Regions from separate parts of the Gossypium hirsutum genome. Here region 2 is linked to region 1. The links are chromatin contacts, called in public Hi-C maps. All regions are on one chromosome and are shown on one strand. The core of a region is the stretch at or near the end of the contact, and the rest is flanking DNA. Distances in the headings are between cores, read along the strand shown. Region 1 holds the start of LOC107893144 (FH protein interacting protein FIP2). Region 2 holds the start of LOC107893151 (5-methyltetrahydropteroyltriglutamate--homocysteine methyltransferase).

Region 1 (4,340 bases), core at 924-3,423:
TAGCGATAGGGGTGCACAAGTTTTGAAATCAATCTTAAGGGAATATGAAAGATGCTCGGGGCAATACCTCAATTACGATAGTAGCAACACTTCGGAAGAGTCTAGGTGAGTTGTTTCCAATATTCTTGGGGGTAGAAATTCAAATAATATGGAAAGATATCTTCGTTTGCCGAATGTTGTGGGGAAAAATAAAAAAAGTTTCTTTTCAGCTCTTAAAGGATCGCATGAGGTAATGGATTGAGAGTTGGAATGGGAGATTCCTTTCTCAAAGAGGTTAGGAAGTGTTTATTAAAGTTGTTTTACAAGCAATACCCACTTACACTATGGCCTGTTCTTTACTTCCAAAGTCTTTGTGTGTGGAATCAGATAGCATAATGAATCAATTTTGGTGGGAAAAAGGACAAGGGCGAAAATGGTTGGGAACAACTTTGCAATCTTAAGGAGAATGGGGGTATGAGATTCCGTAGTTTATCCAAATTTAATGTTGCGTTATTAGCTAAACAAGGTTGGTGTATTCTTAATTATCCAGATTCATTATTAATGAAAGTTCTAAAGGCTAAGTACATTCCAACTGAGTTAGGACAACTACCTTCATATATCTGGAAGAGTGTATGGGCAGCTAAAGGATTGCTAAAGACTGGGATTTGTTGGAGGGTGGGAACGGGCTAGAATATTTAAATTGCTGCTGATGCGTGGCTCCTTTGATCTGTAAGTTAAAAGGCAAAATCAATTAGGAATGACAGTGAACTCAATAAAGTGGTGGATCTTATTGATAAACAAAAGAGAGAATGGAAGTTTGACTTAATTTATTCTACCTTCTCTAGAGAAGAGGCAAATAGAATTGTGCGAATTCCCGTAGCAATGGAACCTCATACGGACTTCATGGTATGGAAGGGAGAGGCCTCTGGGGAATTCTCTGTGCGAAGTGCTTACAAATTTTTACATGGCTTTCTTCCTAATTATTTAAAGACTGAGGCTAATTTATTTTACAAAAATTTGTGGGATATTCATATTCCAGGGAAAATTAAAATCCTAATCTGGAAAATTTCTTGGAATTTTATTCATCATTTTGTTAATCTTCGGTGTAAGAGATTGCTATCGGTGGTAGTATGTCCCAAATGTGGAGTAACTGCTGAAAACATTAATTATATCTTCAGAGAATGCCCAATGACGCAAGAAGTTTGGATTAATTTGAATCTGGAATGGGTATTAACGGATTTGATTTTGTTACACTGGGAGAGACTTACCTGAGTGTTCAAGAATAGTTCCAGCATTCAATGTCGAGTATTTTGTTGCCCTTTGTGGGCGATCTGGAAGGACAAAAACAAAGGATTACACGAGGCAAAGAAAAGTACGGGCCCAGAAGTTGCTACATGGATAAACAGAGATATATTAAGGAACTGGAGGGGTGTGAGGTTCGGGATTTTACCACGAGGCACAAGTCTATGTGTTGGTGCCCACCAGTTGGTTCCATTGCCTCCAAGCAGTGGTTATGGGAAAACAGATAGGGTTCACATTAGTTATCATCGAATGAGACTCAGTATCAATAAAAAAAAGTAAATTAGATAAGACTGATAAATCGGTGATTGGGGGTATAATACAGAACATTCAGCAGCAAAAGTAATCTTTTCACCAAATAACCTTTCAACATACATACAGATCTACAAATCTTATGGCTCATAACTTAGCTAAAGAGGCAATGAAAGAAGATTTGCGAGCATACCTGATCAGAAGGGTCCCTGAGCAAGAAACATCGGAGGTGAATTTGTGGAGAAGAAGAGAACCTGACTGAGGGTTGTTCGATAGGTGGTATTTGCGTAGAAAGAAAAAAGGGAAAGTGGGATAGTTGATGGGTTTGGAAATCGCTTTTTTAGGGACTAGAATCGGTGCATTAATTACGGATATGCTAATTGGATTCTAGCTGTGATCAGACTGGAAGTTTATATTAATTTTCTGTTTAGTTTTTTTAATTTGTTTGTTTTGGTGCATGTTTTAAGTTTATTTAATATTATTAATTTAGACACGAATCAGTCTGTAAATTGTAGGGGTAAAAAAAGACTAGTTATTTATATATAAATCCAGGAGACCCAAATCCATAAAATCCGTTTTCAGAACCGGATCCTGGGACAGCTCTCACTATGACCCGAATCAAGATTCGACCCATGGGCCATGCTTGCCGACAAAACCAGTTAAATACCCAACGGAAGATCCATTTGACAAACTTAGGGAGCCCACGGCAATGGCAGCATTCCCCCAAACAATTGCTTGCTTGCTTGCTTGCCTGCTGCAACAAGTCATTTAATTTTGATGATTTTCATTTCATCTTTTCTGATGGAAGATTCCAATTTGCCTACGCTTGTTCGACTCAGCATCGGTAAAATTCTCTGCTTTTCAAGTAATCTCTACATAATCTTTCATCAATTCCCAGCCAGTTGCTTAATTTAGTAAAAAGTTAAAAGACTTTTCGATCGGTTCATTAATAAACAAGAAAACCCCAAAATTTTCTCTTAGCTCTTCAGCTTTGATTAATGGTTTAAGTTAAACACCTTTGTTTGATTTTCTGAATTGGGCATTTTCTGAATCAGGAACCTGATGTGCGTACATGTGAACTTGCTGCATTTGCTTTTCTGGGTGTCACTTATCTTTTAAGTTTTAGTTGTTTTTGATGTAAAAAGATTGTGGAGTTGAATTTTGTAACTAATTTAGTTTTAGTTTAAATTTAAAGCTATAGCTTCATTTGAATGAAAATTTGATGTGCAGGAGGGAAGAAATTTTGTACTACCATTGATACATTAACTCGGCGTGAGCCAGATTCTATGCTGGCTGCTGTGTTTAGCAGTCGACATACAGTGTATCAGGACTCTGAGAAGGTATATACTGTTCTTTTCCTTTGCGTACACATACCATTATTGTTATGTGGACTTACGAGTAATATTCTGCAGTTTCCTTTGCATTCTTAGGGGATGTATCTTTGTTTTCGTTGGGAAATGTGGCTGAAAAAGAAGTTCAGCCTTTTCTATTTGTTTCTGTTTGGTGCGATATACTTTTTCTAATTTCGGCATAAAGATTTCTGTTTACTTGAAGGATTTGATTTTCACCTTTGCAGTAGTTTAGATACAGGTGTTGTGTATGTTATATTTATCATGCATGATAGGCTTGAAGCTAGTTATATTATTTGTCTAACAAATTATTAAGAATCAGTAAATCGTGTTGTATTGTATTCGATTCACGTAATAACAGTTCATATCAGATTTCAGAAAATTTCAAGGTCTTGATGTTACTTTCACTTTCCAGAAAAGACATTGACCACAAAATGCAAGTGGTAATTATAGCTTTTTATTGACTAAACCTTACGTATTATTGCAGGCATTTGATTAGATCATGATAACATACTACTGATAGCACTGAACTTTTGGTTCTTGATAGTTATGTTTCTTTGAGTAGCAATGCAAACTTGTTTTGTTTTCCACCAGCACATTATTTATTTACAGTAAACCTCAAAAGGAGGATAAGGGAAATAAGATATATGTGCTTTTCATATCAATTTTTGTGAAGCGACTTTGTTTGAGTGCAGATAGTCATATTCCTCAATACTCTTGCAGGGATATGTCTTTGTTGACAGAGATGGAAAGCATTTCAGGCATATTCTAAACTGGTTAAGGGATGGCGTTGTACCGACATTGACAGATTCTGAATATTCAGAGCTTATACGAGAGGCAGAATATTACCAGCTACTCGTAAGTCATATTGTTATGGGAAACATCAACAGCTATTTGACAGAAACCAAGTTCTTAATTCATATATTTAATGTGCAATTCTAATAATTCTCAATGATTTAAGATCACTGCACTGTTGGGTCACTGAATGCCTTACCAAATACAGTGATCTATATAGATCACAATGGTTTATGCGTTGACCACCCCTTGCCCACTGCCACCTTATAGTTTTGGTCATAGGCCGTTGTTTGAGAGTGGTGCTTGTTATTTGCAGCCCATGGTATGATCTCTTGAAATTTTGTTCAGTGACGGTATTATGTGATATGATTCAGGGATTAATAGAAGGAGTCAGTTCTGTTCTTAATAAGAGGAAGGAAGATGAAAAGTCTCCAGCAGAATTGACGCGTACCGATATCATCAAGTGCATACAGTCTGAACGAGTTAAATTTCGAGGAGTTAACCTTTCTGGCCTTGATCTCTCTAAATTGGCAAATAATTTCTGACCCCAAATTTTTGACAAAATCTTGTGGGAAACTCATATTTTCGAGAAGTAGAATCCTTGTTCGCAGGAAGCGAGACCCGGTCTCATTGGTCTTCTGTTTGTAGCTTTTGTGCATGCCTCTT
Region 2 (4,340 bases), core at 1,375-3,874, 140 kb after region 1:
TGGGCCGGGCCACCGACTAGGCCCGAAGGCCGGCCCAAAAAATGGGAGGGCTTGGGAAAAAATACAGGCCCGAAAAATGGGTTTGGACAAAAAAAGAGGCCCGTTTAGAAAACAGGCCAGGCCTCGGGCAAGATTTTTTTAGCTCAGGCCTGGCCCGACCTAAATTATATAATAATTTATATAATATTTTATTTTAAATCATTTTAAAATTTTAATATAACCACTTTTTTATTATATTTTCAATTTGTGTATTGTTTTAAGAATTGTTTTAATATTATTTTTTATTTGTTTTAATATTTGTTTTCATGTTTTTAAATGTATTTGATTTATTATATTTTAAATTTTTTATTTAATAAAATAAGCTAAAAAATTTTAATATGGGCCGGGCCAAGTCAAGTTCGGGCTCAGCAATTTTATTTTGGGCCAGACTTGGACAATTTTTAGGCCCATATTTTGAGCCTAGTTGGGTCTGAGCCTAGAAAATGGGCCTAAAATTTTGTTTGGGCCTGGCCTGGCCCATGATCAGTTCTAATCTTAGTGATTAGATCAAAATAAATGATTCTAAGCCTTAAATTTTGTAATTTATCTTACCTTATTAAAATAAAACCTAACAACACTTAATATTTCCGTTCTCTTTTTCTTTTCATGAGTAATTAAAGTCTTGGATGAAGAAATTTGGATACTTTTTACTTTAAAATTTAGTTTTTCTTGGAGAAAAAATGGAAAGGAAAACAAGAGATCAAGGCTATTAAGATTAATAAATTTGGGTATTAAGTTTTTGTTTATTTATTGAAAAACTACATGTTAAAAAGAAAAAAACGAAGGGAAAGATTGAGCATTATTGGTTTTATTTTAATAAAATAAGATAAATATAAAATCTAAAATTTAGAACCATTTATTTTGATTTAATAATTAAAATTATTTTGATTATTATAATTAGAGATATTTAAAATTTTAAGTTTAAGTTTCAACATGTATAATTATTATTTATATATATATTTATACTGAATTTAAATTTCATGTAAGTTTTATTTCTACATATATTCTAATTACTAATTAAAAAAATCTTATCCACATTTCATCAATCATTTAGTATACAGAAAGTAAAAGAAAAAAAAGAAAGGAAGTGTGAGCCCACGAGAATATGTGACTCCTATTTTTTATACACTTTAGAATAAAACCATTAAACAAAAAATGATTTTTATGTGGTATGGATTTTACTTAATCTATCAATTTAATAGATTTAATTAAATATTAAAATATAACAAGTATTTGATAATAAATATCTTTAATTTACTGAAACTGAATTTATTATAAAATTAAGAATAAAATTCCTTAAATTTTATAATATTTTATACAAAAAATATTTAAAGATTAAACTCGATATTCATATTAATAAAAGATTTAATAACACTTTTTTTAACACATGGCGTAATTCAATACAACATTTTGTTTTTATAATTGGAGGTGAGGAGTGGGGTTACTTAATATCAAACCTAAGCTTTTACGACTACAACATAATACTTTTGTTATTAGGTAAAGAGGTGAGTATATGGTCGGATTAAGTTAAACCAAATGAAAAATTTCAAGTTAGTCAAATTGACGAGTTTTATTTAATCATTCTAACTTGATTATAAACTTTTCTTAATCAAGTTAAATCGAATAAATTTGTTCAAGTTAAATTCAAAAAATTAAACCGACCATAAATCTTGCTGGTAATATTATTAAATTCCAACTTAAAGATCATGTATACCATACATATTTAAAAACTCTTTTAAAATAAATTAAGAGAAAAAAAAAGGATAATTAATATGATAAGCTTGATTTGACAATTTACTTGTTTAAGGCCTCAACATTATCATTTGGGATTTAAAAAAAATATAATTTAGCATTCTTACATATTTTTAAGATTTTTTAGTAATTTTATTTTTTAATATATATTTATAAAATTTTGGAAAAAATTATAAATATTTTAAATTTTTATAATTATTTTGAGATGAACTAATTTACTCATTTTCAAAACTATCAAGGTCACAAAAGATATTTACATCAAATTGATATTTAAATTGTAAAATTTACCTCGAATCAAATTTAAAAAATAAAATTACTTATTCCAGTTGATTTGAAAAAAAAACTCTATTTAATAAACTTAAAATTCAAAAAAACATTTTTTCAAATTAAATTAGATTTTGCTTACCGTTAACTCAAATGTGACTCTCATATTATTCTACTATATGTGCCCAACTTTTTGATTAAAATTTCAGCATTAACTAAAAATAAAGACAAATTATTAGGTTATTTTTAATAATGTTTGAATCAAATAGATTAGTTGAATTTTGGAAAAAAATAAAAAAATAAATTAATCTATGAGTTAGTACAAATTAATTGAATTAAACTTAAAATAAGTTGACTTCAAAATAGAATCAAAATTTATATGATTTTACCACTATACTCCAACTAAAAACTAAGCTGAAAAATGAAATAAAAAAAAATCCAAGTAAGACGAGAATACGTGTTTCGTTGAAAACAATCCCACGCGAAAATCAAGAAAGAGGCGCGCGTAGGCTTTAGTTTACATTTTCCATTTTCATGATAAAAAACTAAAAAAAGAAAATAAAAATCTGGGATTTTTTTGGGGCATTGAAATGGAGCGGCCACCATATTTTTGGCTATAAAAGGGCAGCACCTCCGCTCTCACAAATCGTGCCTCTTCTTCCTCTCTCTCTATATCTAAAGGGTTCTTTAGATTTTCTTACCAGTTCCTTCTATTAAGGTGCTGTTCGGCTCCTCTTTTAAGTCATGGCTGCTCTGTTATTATTCAATTTAATTAATTCTAATTAATCATTTAAACTTGCCAAAAATTTGAAGTTGAATCAAATTTTTTCCTTTAAAACATTTAAAGATTTGTGTCTCCCTATGCTGAGATCTACTGTCAATTGTCAGCTTTCCTACTTTCCCTGATGATTTTCTTTCTGGGTTTTCATTAATATGATTTGAACTTCCCATTTATTACTTGGGTTTTGTACAAAACATTACTAAAATTGGACTTTTGATTGAGATCTGCTGATGTGTGCCAGCATTTGAACTATACCCGTCGGTTTTCATTCTGGGTTTCCCTTGATATGGTTTAAAAATTCCATTTTCGAAAAAAAGAAAAAAGAAAAAAGTCTTGCTTAAATCTACTAGAAAGTATAAGCTTTGATCAGCCTCTTTTTTGCTGTCTATCCAACTTGGGTTTTTGGAATCATTAAAGAATTTGTCTATTTTTTTTGGTCAGATCTATTGGTTAGTTTTAGTATTTGATCTGTTTCCTCAGCGTATCTTTCTGTTTTGTCCGTCTTGAAAGCAATTCAATTAGATCCAATCTTTTTGTCATGGAAGTTATAGATCTAGAGACTGTTACCATTAGTTTCTTGCTATAGATCTAAAGCGAAGTAAGCTTTGGATCTATCAGTCCATGCTGCATTGCAGGTTTATCATGGATTTGAGCTTTGATTCTATTGAATTTTCAGTTCAGGGATATAGATAAGACATATAAATTTATAATCTTTTTAGATTTGAATTCTATATAATAAAGCTGAATTTGTCTGTTTATTTTAAATGATTCAGAAAATGGCCTCCCACATTGTTGGATATCCCCGTATGGGACCAAAGAGAGAGCTTAAGTTTGCTTTGGAATCCTTCTGGGATAAGAAGAGCAGTGCCGAGGATTTGCAAAAGGTTGCTGCTGATCTCAGGTCATCCATCTGGAAACAGATGTCTGATGCTGGGATCAAGTACATCCCCAGCAATGCTTTCTCTTACTATGACCAGGTGCTCGATGCCACATCCATGCTCGGAGCTGTTCCACCTAGATACGGCTGGAGTGGTGGTGAGATCGGATTTGACACTTACTTCTCCATGGCCAGAGGAAATGCCTCTGTCCCTGCAATGGAAATGACTAAGTGGTTTGACACCAACTAGTAAGTTGCCATCATTGGTCTTCATTACCTTATTGACTGATTGCCGAGTTTTATGATACTAAAACTTAAATTGTACTCTATTTATTGTTTCAGCCACTTCATTGTTCCTGAATTGGGACCTGATGTTAACTTCTCTTATGCATCTCACAAGGCAGTGGATGAGTACAAGGAAGCTAAGGCGGTATGTTCCCCGAATCTGTATATATATACACTTGATAACAAAGTGGATTTTGTTTTTCATGTATTCTAATGCTAATAGCTTAGGAAATTAGAACAGTTAGCCTAGTAGGATTTATAAGTTCAAATGCAGTAAAAAAATGGTTGTCTGAATTTGGGATTAGATTCAAGTAATAGTTCATAGCTCTCTAAGAGTTAATT

Evidence for each region. A called contact is a pair of places that touch in the nucleus more often than the background predicts.
Region 2: a contact with region 1 is called in a Hi-C map of leaf, with 2.5 times the contacts expected there. The contact joins the promoter of LOC107893151 here to the promoter of LOC107893144 in region 1. A contact is called at or near these places in 9 of 34 Hi-C or Micro-C datasets (callus, hypocotyl and leaf).

The regions. Positions count from the first base shown.
Region 1 is chrA13:101,935,799-101,940,138 of Gossypium_hirsutum_v2.1, forward strand. It overlaps LOC107893144 (FH protein interacting protein FIP2), which reads left to right and starts at 2,174. Exons shown (of 11, transcript XR_001682738.2): 1 at 2,174-2,374; 2 at 2,761-2,870; 3 at 3,603-3,737; 4 at 4,049-4,171. LOC107893146 (a long non-coding RNA gene) reads right to left here and starts at 1,972. Exons shown (of 5, transcript XR_001682741.2): 1 at 1,724-1,972; 2 at 1,430-1,477; 3 at 1,248-1,310; 4 at 816-1,129; 5 at 513-706.
Region 2 is chrA13:102,072,722-102,077,061 of Gossypium_hirsutum_v2.1, forward strand. LOC107893151 (5-methyltetrahydropteroyltriglutamate--homocysteine methyltransferase) reads left to right here and starts at 2,625. Exons shown (of 12, transcript XM_016818075.2): 1 at 2,625-2,773; 2 at 3,610-3,962; 3 at 4,056-4,143. The coding sequence starts at 3,613.